3 separate regions of the Sus scrofa genome follow, and regions 2 and 3 are each linked to region 1. Evidence: chromatin contacts called from public HiChIP or PLAC-seq data. All regions are on one chromosome and are shown on one strand. The core of a region is the stretch at or near the end of the contact, and the rest is flanking DNA. Distances in the headings are between cores, read along the strand shown. Region 1 holds the start of IFNAR2 (interferon alpha and beta receptor subunit 2). Region 2 holds the start of TMEM50B (transmembrane protein 50B). Region 3 overlaps IFNGR2 (interferon gamma receptor 2 (interferon gamma transducer 1)).

Region 1 (4,740 bases), core at 1,142-3,641:
AAAAGAATAGACTCTAGGAGCCCTATATCCAGCCGTGCCTCTGTGGTTCGGTTTCAGGAAAGAGTTTTCTATCTCTGGGTCTCAGTTTCTTTGCTTTGGAAAATGCGGAATTGAATCAAATTACCTTGCATTTCTCTCCAACTCTCATAACCCCTCATTCACACACCCTTTAAAATAAGTACCCGCAGTTCACGCACTATTCTTCCTTGAGAAACAGCGCCACCTTCAGGTCACAATAACCATAACAGAGCGGCTGCAGAGTTGCTTCTCCCGCAGGCAGGAATTATTTGCCAGATCCACAGAAACCCGTCCCCCTGGCGTCCTTGGGGACCTGGTCACACATTTGTGAGCCTGCCAGCTGGGTTAAGATCAATGTGTATGGACATGGAGCCAAGCTGAGCTAACTGGCCCACAGGGGACAGATACATGACCTTGGTCTAATTATCACAGCCCCCGGCTCACGGAGCTCACCCACGGAACAATTCCTAGGAAAGAGATCAAGCAAGAAACACGCTGGATGAACTGAAGCCTAAAAAGCAATGATAATAGACACACCTCTTCTTATCCCCTTAAGACAGTTTCCACCTGTTCTCATTTTAGCATGATACCCTGCAAGGCAGCTCTCGTGTGTTTTATCAAGAAAAATTGCATAGCGGAGTTCCCATCGTGGCTCAGTGGTTAACAAATGCAACTAGGAACTATGAGGTTGTGGGTTCGGTCCCTGGCCTTGCTCAGTGGGTTAAGGATCTGGCAGTGCCATGAGCTATGGTGTAGGTCGCAGATACGGCTCAGATCCCGCATTGCTGTAGCTCTGGCATAGACTGGTGGCTACAGCTCCGATTAGACCCCTACCCTGGGGACCTCCATATGCCGCAGGTGTGGCCGTAGAAAAGGCAAAAAAGACACAAAATAAATACATAAATAAATAAATAAAAAGAAAGAAAGAAAAATTGCATAGCAGACTCTTAAATAAATACCATTATTATTTTTTTTTTTTTTTTTGCACCCAGCAAATATTTATCAAGAAACCACTTAATCCCAGCACAGTGCTGAGGGCTCTCACAAAATTCTTTCTACTGAATTTCCACCACAGTCCTTAAGAGGCAAGCATGAAAATGCCCATGCTTCCACACAAGGAAATTGAGACTCAGAGAGGTGTGGAAATGACATGACAGCTTTGGCTCCAGTCTTGAGTATGAGATACTCGCATACTTCCTGCGTTAGGAGGGGCCACAATCAACCAAGAATGTAACAGCAACTGCCCCTTTTCCAGGCTTATCTCTCTGCACAACCTCGTTCTGCCAAATGCAATCGGCAGTTGCGAGCAAAGGCAGTTCGAGAACGCCATTTCTTTCTTTGAAGTGTGATCAGAAAACAGCCCTATCTTTGCCAACCAGCTTCAACTGCAGTACCCTGAGCTGCATGGATGGGGTTCATGGGTTAGAGGGGATATGGTGTTTTGTCACTAAGTCTCACAGTTTGCAAAAGATGGCTCATCTGAGAAAGAGAGTAAAGAGTATTTAAGATTATCCCTTTGAAAATATCCCATCACCCCCTAAATTTCCTAGGCTTTCTTGGGTGGGAAAGGGGCAGAGCAACTCCAAGCCCAGAAGGATGCTTTGTAGCTGGAAATACCACATTCCCCTGCATCACTCAGGAGAGACATGGGGGCCCCGCTGCACAATGCCCCTCACCGCATATCTCACGCTTTCCTGTATTCGTACAGGCTTGCGTGACACAAGCTGACAAAAATCAGGTTTTCCAGTCTGTCTCCCAGATTATACTTTACAGAATACTGGCACATAAATATGCAGTCACCAAGTATTTGCTGGTGTATTAGGGGGAAAACTGTAATCTACATGCAGAAAACAGACATGAGATAAGCTGGAGTGATTGGACCTATGTGAGATGGTAGCGAAGTTATTTTCAGACAGCGCCCAGGGAAGGAGCCTGGCTCAGAAAGGGACGGGAAAAATGCTCACAAACTTTGGTTTATGGCTTATGGGAAAAAGACCCAGATGGAACAAGATGGCAGAGTTGCACTGACCCTTTGAGGAAGGAGAAGTTAAGATGTGGCATCTAAACCACAAGGCAGACACCAGAAAAAAAAAAAAAAATTGCGTAAGCAAGGAAATTCTCAGTTTGGAGCATCTTCTTATACTCAGAGGAAATGTTATTCAAAGTTGCAGCTAGTGAGAAATTGAGGAACAGATGCTTGATAGTTGGTGTGCAGTTTTTGCCTGTAGTCGTAATTGGCAGGGGCAGTTCCACGGCGTTTCAGAGGCCGAGGTGGAAAAGGAGGAAATAGAAGGGGCTGGGGACTGACGGTCACAGCATAGAGGCAGCCACCAAGGATGAACTGGAGCAAAAAAGCAGAACTGTCTACAAGGCACGTATCCCTGAAAGAGTATTATGCAGAGAAGCCCCAACAGCAGCGGCTGTGGCTGAGCGAATCCTGCTTGGAAGCTGGTAAGCCCCTCTCAAGCCCCAATGGTAATGATGGTAGGTGAGCAATCCGTTATCTTTTGTCAGCATCATCCATGCTAGCCTCCTCGTCGCCTTCTTCCCACATCCTAACCCAAGGAGCCAGGCTTTCTTCGTACAGTTTCTATTCTGCAGGAGGTTAAGCCAACAGAGAATCAAAACTAGGAGTTCCCGACAAGGAACGAATCCGACAAGGAACCAGGAGGTTGCGGGTTTGATCCCTGGCCTCGCTCAGTGGGTTAAGGATCCGGCGTTGCTGTGAGCTGTGGTGTAGGTCACAGACGAGGCTCAGATCTGGCATTGCTGTGGCTCTGGCGTAGGCTGGCAGCAATAGCTCTGATTCGACCCCTAGCCTGGGAATCTCCATATGTTGCAGATGCGGCCCTAAAAGGACAAAAGAGAAAAAAAAGCTAGTTATCACTATGTATAAAATAATAAGCTAGGACCGAGAGTGTGAACAGTTGTTTCTGCAGCATCTGGAGCGTGGTCCTCCGGGCATTGTTTTCTGCTTTATTTTGTCCTTGGTGGCCTTTGGAGGGGCTGAAGTAGCTCCGGAGAGGTGGGACGGCAGAGATGAAGAGTGTACACCACTTTTGCGGGTTACAGATGGTGTGCAGAGAAGTGGGCGCTAAATGCGTGCTACCATAGACCCCGATTCAGGCTGGGCGAGAAGTGTTCCCATAGGGAAGTCCCCATGTTTTTGGAAACAGATTCATTCATACAACCATGCATTTAGTTGCACACCTACTATGTGCTATGCGCTGGGCACAGAGTAATGACAGCATCCCATCAAGTTCTTGGGCGATTCTGATGGGATGCCTGCAAATGAGGGACTTGGTTGGATCCAGAGGACGTGAGCTTTTATGCAGGGGGATAAGCCATATCTCCCTAAGGGGCAAGGTCAATGGACCTGGACAGAGAGTGGTTTTAACTCTCAGTAATGGAGAGACCGGTACCTGTAGGTCAATAGGTACAAATGAGGACAGCTGAAATCTACATGGAGCAGCTGAAAACTGGCAAAGAGGTTTAAGCTCCTCACCATTCATTGGGCATTCAATTCCCTGAATGCACCAGACTTTGGGACACACCAGCCCACAAGGCCCCTCTGTGTGAGTCTGGGAAAGGCACGGTGTGGGCACCTATCTTCCTGGGAACTGGGTGAAACCTGCTGTCCCACAGCTGGACTTGAGAACCCACATACCGCCTCCCAGCCTGCTCTGCTGGGGCCTTCTGCCTTAGACATTTACCCAAGTTCTTCCATCTTCCTGCAAGGCTTCCCCACACCCCCACCCCTTCCCACCTCCCCTTCCAAACCCCACCTTAGAGATGACCGTCACAGAGTTCCCGTGTGGTTCATCAGATTAAGAACCTGACTAGAATCCATGAGGATGCAGGTTCGATCTCTGGCCTCTCTCAGTGGGTTAAGGATCCGGCGCTGTCGTGAGCTCTGGTGTCAGTCACAGACTCGGTTCAGATCCAGTGCTGCTCTGGTTGTGATGTAGGCTGGTAGCTGTGGTTCCACTTTGACCTCTAGCCTGGAAACTTCCATAGGCCACAGATATGGCCCTAAAAAGGAAAAAAAAAAAAAAAGACGGATGACTGTCACAGGTAAGCCTTCCCAGCCCCTCACAGCTCCAAGTCACTGTTTTATATTGTCACATCACCCTGTATTTCTCCCTAATCAGCCTTGTCGCAATTACAAGCACTTGTGTAATTGTCCTTCCCCCCAGGAGCGGGTAAGCTCCCAGAAAGGAGGGTCTGTATCACTTGTGCTCATGCTGGGCACCTAGGATGCTCTCAGTAAGTCCTTCCTGACTGGTGAAGTGAATGGAGCTTCAAGTTAGGGCTCATGGAAATTTTCCTTATCCTTCTAAGGAGAGTGATTTGAGCACACTCGCCACTCCGTGCAGCCCAGACATGCCTGGGTGTTCCTATTACAAATGCTGGCTCGGAGTTCCTGTCGTGGCTCAGTGGTTAACGAATCCAACTAGGAACCATGAGGTTGCGGGTTCGATCCCTGGCATTGCTCAGTGGGTTAAGGATCCGACGTTGCCCTGAGCTGTGGTGTAGGTTGCAGACGCTGCTTGGATCCTGCGTTGCTGTGGCTCTGGTGCAGGCCGACGGCTACAGCCCCGATTAGATCCCTAGCCTGGGAACCTCCATATGCCTAGAAAAGGCAAAAAAACAAAAACAAATGCTGGATCCTCTCATCATACGGGGTCATGGAGGCTCCATGCTTTCACTCGCAGGTTTCTC
Region 2 (4,740 bases), core at 1,115-3,614, 330 kb after region 1:
CACCACTAAGTGCTAACAAGGTGAATAAATCCACCATTATTTAACCTGGTCCTCAAATATTTTGTGATCCAGTCTCTAAATGCAAAGAGACAAACAGATTCTAAAAATGCATATGAATCAAACAAATTAGCTACTGCCTTTAAATGATAAAATCCTTTCCGATTTTGTCACTACTGTGGCTGGGGTTCAGTCCTTGGCCAGGGAACTTCTGCATGCCACAGGTGCAGCCAAAAAGGAACAAAATAATAAGGCATTAAATTATAAAATCCTATCAGTTATAAGAAGTGAAAAGAGCACTAAAATTATACTTTAAAATACAATTATCTGTTTAAACCACCTACCTGAAACTTATCCTACAATGCCAAAAGGATTTTCATCCATAATGGTGAAAACCCAGAAACAACCAAAATGATCATCATTAAGGGATCGAGAAAATTTGAGTATTTCCAGAGTTCCCTGGTGGCACAGCAGGTTAAGGATCCATGGCTGTCACTGCTGTGGCTCAGATCACAGCTGTGGTGCAGGTTCCAACCCTGGCCTGGTAACTTCCACCTGCGGCAGGCATGGCCAAAAAAAAAAAAAAAATTAAAGAGTACATCCAAACAGTACATCCAAAAATGAGATAGGTCAGCATGTACTAAGTTAATGTATCTTTAATTTTTTTTTAAGCTAATGTATCTTTATATTAAAGTAGTTGCCCAACAGTATTATGGCACAATCCCCTCCTAGGGACTGGAATTGAGGATGTAAAGTATGCAACGTCCAAAATCAAGGAAGTCTAACTTTTTTCTTGATACTCTTCTGCGCACTCTGAATTTTTTACTTGATGTTCCTCTGTAATATTTTTAAAATGTTTACAACCTGAATATATTGTAATCACTTAAAAGGAGCCGATAAGGATAAAATAATAAGATAAATTCTTTACCTTAGACTCCAGAAAATGAATTCGGAAATAATCAGCCAGTTAAGGCTGCTGTGATCCTAGCGGGCAGAGAAGGATGGGGGGTGGGGAGGGCGTGTCTCCGGAAGAGAAACACGACATCCTTCCCCGGCTCTCATTACACCAGCTTTTTCCTGCCGCATCATTATTCAAGAGAACGTCTTGTTTTCATTTTAAGAACGAGGAGGCCTGCCACACTATTACCGGTAAAAAATGCCTAACGTCTGTTCTACGTCTGAACAGTATGACAGAAGAGAAGACAACTGACCCTGACCGAAGATGATGTAAAAGAAGCGTGACAAGCCTGGGAGTAGGAGGCTTGGGAAATGTTAAGAAAGGGGATTTATATAAAGTGCAAGTCGGTGAAGAGTTGGCGCGAAGAGGTGGGACACTCCGAAAAGAGAAATTAATGTCTTTGAGAGGTATAACGCTGGTTACACATTCACTCCAATCGGAGCTTGACTCTCCCCAACACACACACACACACACACACACACACACACACGCATGCACAGCGCTAGCAGCAGGGAGCGAGCGAGGACAATCTCATTACTGCTTTGGCTTTAAAAGGTTATATATTTACCTTTCCGATTAAGCACCTTCCAGTGATGAACTCGGAAGCCAATTTATTGGTTAAAAACCAAGCGTCTTCCCCAGCACAACTACCATTGCTACCTGGGCTACGCTCCTCATCTAAAAGGACACTCAACACTTTATGATTAATCCTGGAAAGAATGTTGACCCTCCTCTATTCCCTCTTTCCACCTCTGTCCCTACTCTCCTAAGGAGCGAGTCGGAAAAGTCCACCAAACACTTAACAACATCGCCAGCAGAGGCTGAGACCAAACGGGAGGGGTGAGCAAGTCCTCGAAAGGCCCCCAGACGCCGAGTGCGGGCCGCACGTCTCTCCCCTGCGCCGGGCACCGCGGTGAAGCTGACAGGTTCGGGATGGAAACCTGTGCAGATCCTCCAGGGAAGCAAGTCGACGGCGAGATAACGCGGCGTAGCTGCCTGCCCCGGCCGAACGCGCTCCCCGGGCGCCCAAGAAGACATGGGCTGGTGAGCAGGGAGCGGCGGAGGCCCCCGCCCCGCAGGCCGCCCGTATGCTCCGCGAACCCGCTCCGCCCCGCGACGCCGCGCACCGCGCACGGGAAAGGCCGGGCGCTGTCGTCCCTCGCAGGCCGGGCCGGCTGAGGACGCCTCTCCAAGAGCAGGCGGTGGGCGCTAGCCCCCAGCACGCCCCGAAACTGACTGCCCGCACTCACCCGGCTTCCCCCACGCCCACGCCAACGCGAGGCGCGCGCGCAGAGGAGGAAGCTGCCGTGCAGCTGTCTAGCCCGCGTCCTCCGCTCCACTTCAGCCCCCGGGAGCCGGGAGCGGGCGGCGGGCGTGAGGCGAGGGCGCCGGTGGGGCGGGGCGCGGCGCCGTGCGCAGGGAAGCAACCAATCGGCGTGCAGCAAGTGGCCGGCCGGAGGCGGGGCAAGGATCTAGGGGCGGGGCGAGGCAGCCAAGGGGCGGGGTGAGGGCGGTCGTTCTGCGGCCCCCTGGGAGCTGCTGGCTGGACTCTGCGCCTTGTGATTCGCGGCAGCGCTGACCTGACCCCTCTGTTGTTTTCTGGGCGGCATCAGTGCTGCGTTTCCGCTCAAGGACTTCAAGTGCAGCATCGGTGAAATCACACGTGTGGGAGGAGCCCAAGACCTAGAGAGCGGAGGTTGTCTTTGCCCCTGGGTTAAGCGGCTTTGACCGAGAGCAGCCCAGGGTAGGGCGTGTACTCCAGGAGGTTCTCAGAAACGGGGGGTCTCTAGAAGTGACCTTTTCCAATCCCTAACGCTCAGAAATGGAGGCCTAGAAAGGTGAGATTTCTGGTCCAAGGCTACCAACTAGTACAGCAACCCGAAGTTACCGGTACAGTACAACTACGCCTTTTATTTTTTGCTTTTTTTTTTTTTTTTTTTTTTTTTTTGGTTTTTCTATTTTCTTACTAGGGCCGCACCCATGGCTTATGGATGTTCCTGGTCCCCAGCCACAGCAACACGAGATCCGAGCTGCATCTGTGACCTACCCACAGCTTGCAGCCAAGCCAGATCCTTAACACGCTGAGCGGATCAAACCCGCGTCCTCATGGACACTAGTTGGATTCTTAACCCGCTGAGCCACAACGGGGAATTCCCTACAACTAACTAGTCTTAATTCTGTTCTTATGTTTTCCTGGCTATCTACCAGATTTTTGCTTTCTCGTGGTCCAGTATCTTCCTACTGTCTCCTTTAAAGAGGATACATCTTGAATTTTCAGTGTAACTTCAATAGCCTTTGAAAGCCTGGTCTGAATTTCCTACAGAATATAAAGTGTAATTAGTTATTTGGGGAAAAGACATTGTGTAAAAGTCCAGGTATTTTCAATGGGATTCTAAAAATGTTTTCCCCTGAAATATAATGAAATAAAAGGTTTTGTGTTCCAAGTTGTCACAAAATGCCACTCTCTTATATTCCTGTTACTCCTATAAATCTTATACATGTAAGAGAAACAACCTCTGCTTTTTATTTTTCCACTATCTCTCAGTTCTCATTTTCATGGATGTTATTTTTCTATCTTTTATATTCTGTCATTTGGCAAATAATACATTTGTAGTTATATTACCCATCATCCTGACACATATGCTAGGATCTAGATGCTCAGTAATTATTTGTTAAATAAATTACTTTTGAAACATTTGCAACCTTAAAACTAGTTAGATTACTGATCTATAAAAGTTGACTTTTTAAAATCTTACTTTTTGGGGGCAGTTCCCATTGTGGCTCAGCAGGTTAAGAACCCAACATAGTGTCTGTGAGGATGTGGGTTCAATCCCTGGCCTCGCGTGGTGGGTTAGGGATCCAGCCATGCCACAGCTGCAGCTCCAATTTGACCCCTAGCCCTGGAACTTCCATATGCTGCAGGTGCAACTGTAAAAAGAAAAATATAAATAAATAAATAAAATATTACTTCTTTTTTGAGTGTTATATTAGAATGAGGTTGGCTGCAAGAAGCAGGGGGAAACAACTACAAAATAACAGTGGCTTAAACAGAAAGCCACTGGTATCTCCCTCATGTGTATAAGTCCAAAGTTAGTCTGGAGCTGTCCAGTGTCACTTCGCAGGGACAGATCCAGCCTCCTTGTTGCAGCTAAGAGAGTCACACATGTATTTATTTATGCATTTGGAAGATAGCCTCTGTACCCAGTGTTACCTCCTGGTCCAAGGGAGCTGCTGGAGCTCTAGCCATTATGCCTGCATTCCAACCAGCAGATGAGAGGACAAAGGGAATACCCTCTCTAAGAACTTTTCCCGGGAGTTCCTGTTGTGACACAGTGGAAACGAATCCAACTAGTATCCTTGAGGATGCAGATTAAATCCCTGGCATCTCAATCAGTGGGTTAAGGATCCATCGTTGATGTAAGCTGTGGTATAGGTCATAGAGGCAGCTCAGATCCCGTGTTGCTGTGGCTATGGTGTAGGCCTGCAGCTACAGCTCTGATTTGACCCCTATCCTAGGAACCTCTATATGCCCTGGGTGCAGACCTGAAAAGCAAAAAAAAAAAAAAAAAAAAAAAAAAAAAAGGAGGGAGAGAACTTTTCCCAAAGTTTGCATTATATCATTTCTGCTTTCATTCTGCTGGCAAAGACTTAGTCACTGGGCTACACTAAACTCAAGGAAGTCTGGAAAATAGGGTTTCAATACTGAAAAAGGAAGGAAGAACAGATACTGGAAGACGAGTAGAAATCCATAGTCTCAAATCTAATCACTGTTTAAAGTATTAAGT
Region 3 (4,740 bases), core at 864-3,363, 270 kb after region 1:
GTGGGTTAAGGATCCGGCGTTGCCATGAGCTGTGGTGTAGGTCACAGATGTGGCTCGGATCCCAAGTTGCTATGGCTGTGGTGTAGGCCGGCAGCTGCAGCTCCTATTTGACCTGGGAACTTCCATGTGCTGCAGGTGTGGCCCCTAAAAAGACCAAAAATAATAATAATTTTAAATGGCACAAGATTGGGCTAGTCGGGCCCGGCCAAGAGATAGGCTGCAGGAGTTTCCTCTGGAAGCAACACATCAGTCCTGGGCCTTTGGTGACCTCCCCCAGGGAGCCTGGTCAGGGGACCCAAGGCAGTGGAGATCACCGGGCAAGAGCTTGAGCTTTGGGTCAGACGTGCATGCGAGGCTTCTAGAGTAAACACACCCAGAGCTGTGAGCTCAAAGCCTTTACACCGAGTGCTCGGGGACATCACTAGTACTTTAAAGGATTTAAGAAAGTGGAGTGGGTGAGTCTTATAGAAAATCCTGTTTTCCTGCCCAGCCCAGCCCCCCTGAGGCTCTGTGAGCAGCCAGGCTCTCTAAGAACGCAGCTGGGACATTCTTGGGATGAGAAGCTAGCTGATAGAAGAATGTTTTTTAGAAGTATTTGCTTCTGGAAGTTTATCATCCTTCGGTAAAATCAAAGTAAAATATTGGAAACAGGAGTCCCCCTTGTGGCTCAGCAGGTTGGGAACCCAACATAACGTCCATGAGGATGCAGGTTCAATTCCTGGCCTGGCTCAGTGGGGTGGGGATCCGTGTTGCTGCAAGGTGCCACGAGGGTCAAAGATGCAGCTCGGATCTGGCATGGCTGTGGCGTAGCTCGATTTGACCCCTAGCCCAGAACTTCCATATACCACAGGAGTGGCTATTTTTAAAAAAGGAGTTCCCATCGTGGCGAAGCGGAAACAAATCTGACTAGGAATCATGAGGTTGCAGGTTGGATCCTTGGCCTCAATCAGTGGGTTAAGGATCCGGTGTTGCCGTGAGCTGTGTAGATCGAAGATGTGGCTTGGATCCTGCTGTGGCTGTGGTGTAGCTGTAGCTCTGATTTGACCCCAAGCCTGGGAACCTCCATATGTCGTGGGTTTGGCCCTAAAAACCAAAAAAAAAAAAAAAAAGCAGAAACAGAATCTTATGTTGTTATAGCTAGTCTAGAAAGACAGACTGGTGCTTCTAGAAGGAGCTCTATAATCTCTTGTTTCCCTTCATTTGTCATGAGATGTTTTTAAAGTACACAGACATTGTGCAAATTACATTAAATTCCCTACTGAACCTTCCATCCAAATGCTGCAGGATCCCACTTCTTTGAAGCATCTGAAATAGTCAAACACAGACTTCCTGTCATGGCACAGCAGAAACGAATCCAACTAGAAACCATGAGGTTTCAGGTTCGATCCCTGGCCTCGATCAGTGGATTAAGAATCCGGCATTGCCGTGAGCTGTGGTGTAGATCGCAGACACAGCTCGGATCTGGTGTTGCTGTGGCAGCTACAGTTCCAATTAGACCCCTAGCCTGGGAACCCCCATATCCCACAGGAGCAGCCCTAAAAAGACAGACAGACAGACAGACAGACATATATACATAAAAATAAAATAGTCAAACTCATAGAAACAGAGCAGAATAGCGGTTACCAGGGGCCAGGGGAAGAGCAAGGGGAGAGTTGCTTTCAAATGATACAAAGTTTCAGTTATGCAAGGTAGGTTCTAGAAATCTGTAGTAAACATCGTGCCTATAGAGAGTCCTGTGCTGTGCACTTCAAAATGTGTTGAAGATGGACGTCCCCTGATGTATTCTTACCGCCAAAAAAACCACCTTCCCTGGTTACTGTTGTGCCGGTGTAACAGCTCTCAACTTAGAATTTTACTCGCAGGCATAATCTCTCTCTCCCAGTAAAACTAACGTCTGGACTCTCATCAGTGAATTTACTCCTAGTCGTTCCTTTGGGGCTTGCATCTAAAACATACAATCTTTCGGTTCATTTTCCGGGGAAAGCGTGAAAAATCTGTATCAAAAGTCACTGAAGTTGCGTGAGAACAGTGAATCATGTTTCACTTAAATGTCTGAGGTTTCACAAGAGCGCGTGATGGATTGTTCCTCTTTCCATCCGCCAGCTCTAAACTGACTATTTTAGTATCTTTCAGCATTTGCCAGCCCAGGTAGGTTTGGTAACTTGCTCATCAATGGCTGAGCCCACAGCGGAGGCAGGAAGGACAGGGGACAGTTAGGCCCTGGGGACCACTGCTTCATCCCCGAGGACCAACGCTCCCTGACTCGACCAGGGCTGTGCTGCCACGGCTGTGCACCCGCCCAGATCCTCTGTCCCTGGGGTGTTGTGTGAAGTAGCAACAGCCTCTGGATGGAGTGGCTGGGAAAACGCTCCTGAAGGTTCCCTGTTTTCCCCATTGGAGGTGAACCAGGGGTTCCGCTTCCTCCTTCCCTGAAAAAGTAGAGACTTTTCAGGGATTAATCACCCACAAGCCAGAACTCGCTTTTCCTGAGCGGTGCCCTTTGGCACCTCAGAGTATTCCCTGGGTGGCCCTTGGATTCACGGTCAGGTGATTGAGATGAGGGGTGAAGGTGTTTTGTGGGTGGACAGAATTGGAAGTTATCCTTGGGCGAAAAAAAATAATAATAGGATTGGGTCAACGAAACATTAAAGTAAAAAGATCTGGTATCTTGAACTGAGAACCTGATTGTAATAATGATTTTCAACCTTTTCAAGTATTTAAAGGACCCGGCTCAGCCCATCTTAGACGCCTTGGACAAGGACAGCTCGTCAAGAGATGATGCCTGGGACTCTGTGTCCATCGTTTCATTTCCAGAGAATCATCGAGAAGACACTCTCCAAAGCACTTTGACCCAAAGCACTGTCTCGAGCCACAAGCCTATGGATGGAGCACCCTCAGCCAATACAGCTGCTGATGTATCTGTCCCGGTTTGATGGAGCCACTGCTCAATGTCCCTGTCACAAAAAGACCTATGGGTGGAGTTCCCTGGTGGCTCAGTGGGTTAAGGATCCCTTGGTGTCACTGCTGAGGTTCTGGTCCCTGCCATGGCATGGGTTCAATCCCTGGCCTGGGAACTTCCACATGCCATGGATGTGGCCAAAAAGACCCCAAAGACCCATGAGTACCTGGGCAGAGGTCATGGGTCTTGTGGGAGAGACAAACTTTTATTTTTTAACCAAAAATTTCCTAAATCATACATGTGTTTAGCATGATTCTACATACCAAAAAAATAAGGTTTCTCTTAAACACTAAAAAAGCACTTAATTATTTGTTAGCCAAGTGGCATCCCCTCTGATATTTTGTACATTGCTGGTTGGGCCGTGCAGTCAGGAGACGGGGGTCCCCTCTAGCAAGAAACTTGAGCACTTCGGGCAGGTAACAGAACCTGTCCCAGCCTGTGCCAACAAGGCTGTCCCTTTCACGTGCAGATTCCTGGCTTTAAATGTGATTAAAACTGTAAATAATTTTCTAGTAACTTAAGGGTCTTTTTTTTTTTTTAAGCTGGAAATAAACAACTGTATAATTAACTTTTTAAAAGTCTATGTGAAGTTCTTCTACTTCATCTTCTTTATTTTGGCCTATTTTCTGCAGTTTCAACTTTTTAAAATTCTCTATCTAAACTTTTGTTTTCAGAGTTCCCGTTGTGGCTCATCAGGTTAAGAACCCAACATAGAGTCTGATGCGGGTTCGATCCCTGACCTCGCTCAGGGGTAAGGATGGAGCGTTGCTGTGAGCTGCAGGATAGGTCACAGATGTGGCTCAGATCTGGCACTGCTGTAGCTGTGGTGTAGGCTGGCAGCTGCCGCTCCAATTCAATCCCTGGCCTAGGAACTTCCATGTGCCCCAGGTGGGGCCCTAAAAAGAACAAAAGAAAAAAAAGAAAACTTTTGTTTTCCTACCTCTCAGTAGAGCTACCGAGAGGCCTCATGGTCATGCAGCAAGAACTTTCAACCTGTATCACTTGATTCCTTGAAAAGTTATGAAGGGGATTTTTCAGAAGCTGCATTTGCGCTTCATTTATCTGTGATGTGTCACATGTGTTGAGCAAGGCGTGTAGAGAGGATTCGCTAGTGGACCAGAGTGATAACCACTGGGCCTGCAAGTCTTCTGTCAGTGCAAGTAGTGATGGGGTCTTTTTGTTCAGAGGACATGGATTAAGAACCATTTATAGGAGGATTTCCTGTCGTGGCTCAGTGGTTAACGAATCCGACTAGGAACCATGAGGTGGCAGGTTCTATCCCTGGCCTTGCTCAGTGGGTTAAGGATCCGGCATTGCCATGAGCTGTGGTGTAGCTCAGATCTGGGATTGCTGTGTCTCTGGCGTAGTCCGGTGGCTACAGCTCCAATTAGACCCTTAGCCTGGGAACCTCCACATGCCATGGTGCGGCCCTGGAAAAGACAAAAAGACCAAAAAAAAAAAAAAAAAAAAAAAAAGAATAAAAGGGGGAGTTCCCATCGCGGCTCAGCAGTAACAAACCAGACTACTATCCATGAAGATGCAGGTTCGATCATTCACTGGGTTAAGGATCTGGCATTGCCGTGAGCTTGGTGTAGTTTGCAGATGCAGCTTGGATCTGGGGTTACTATGGCTGTGATATAGGCCAGCAGCTGTAGCTCCAATTGGACCCCTAGCCTGGGAACTTCCATATGCCATGGGTGTGGCCCTAAAAGACACACACACACACACACACACACACACAATTTATAAGACCGTTAACATTAGGAAATCGATGTTTAGCT

Evidence for each region. HiChIP or PLAC-seq counts read pairs in DNA pulled down with a chosen protein or histone mark.
Region 2: a contact with region 1 is called in an H3K27ac HiChIP or PLAC-seq map of alveolar macrophages. The contact joins the promoter of TMEM50B here to the promoter of IFNAR2 in region 1. A contact is called at or near these places in 2 of 2 datasets of contacts at active chromatin or transcription factors (alveolar macrophages and skeletal muscle).
Region 3: an H3K27ac HiChIP or PLAC-seq map of alveolar macrophages shows a contact between it and region 1. The contact joins the enhancer-like site here to the promoter of IFNAR2 in region 1. A contact is called at or near these places in 1 of 5 promoter capture datasets (liver), 25 of 47 Hi-C or Micro-C datasets (alveolar macrophages, blood, embryonic fibroblasts and 11 more) and 2 of 2 datasets of contacts at active chromatin or transcription factors (alveolar macrophages and skeletal muscle).

Annotation. Positions count from the first base shown.
Region 1 is chr13:196,763,696-196,768,435 of Sscrofa11.1, forward strand. IFNAR2 (interferon alpha and beta receptor subunit 2) reads left to right here and starts at 2,392. Exons shown (of 10, transcript NM_001204775.2): 1 at 2,392-2,469. All of the region lies in intron 4 of LOC110256370 (40S ribosomal protein S2-like), which reads right to left.
Region 2 is chr13:197,090,944-197,095,683 of Sscrofa11.1, forward strand. It overlaps TMEM50B (transmembrane protein 50B), which reads right to left and starts at 2,365. Exons shown (of 7, transcript XM_021070935.1): 1 at 2,206-2,365.
Region 3 is chr13:197,032,073-197,036,812 of Sscrofa11.1, forward strand. IFNGR2 (interferon gamma receptor 2 (interferon gamma transducer 1)) reads left to right here. Exons shown (of 7, transcript NM_001111258.1): 7 at 2,715-3,532. The coding sequence ends at 2,933. Among named protein-coding and RNA genes, the nearest start is that of IFNGR2, 27 kb to the left of the region's middle. Within about 2 kb of position 2,114, at least 11 of the 83 cell types and tissues checked have an H3K27ac peak or open chromatin away from gene starts, as enhancers often do. A contact at or near this core is called in alveolar macrophages, retroperitoneal adipose tissue and subcutaneous adipose tissue, where this site is marked.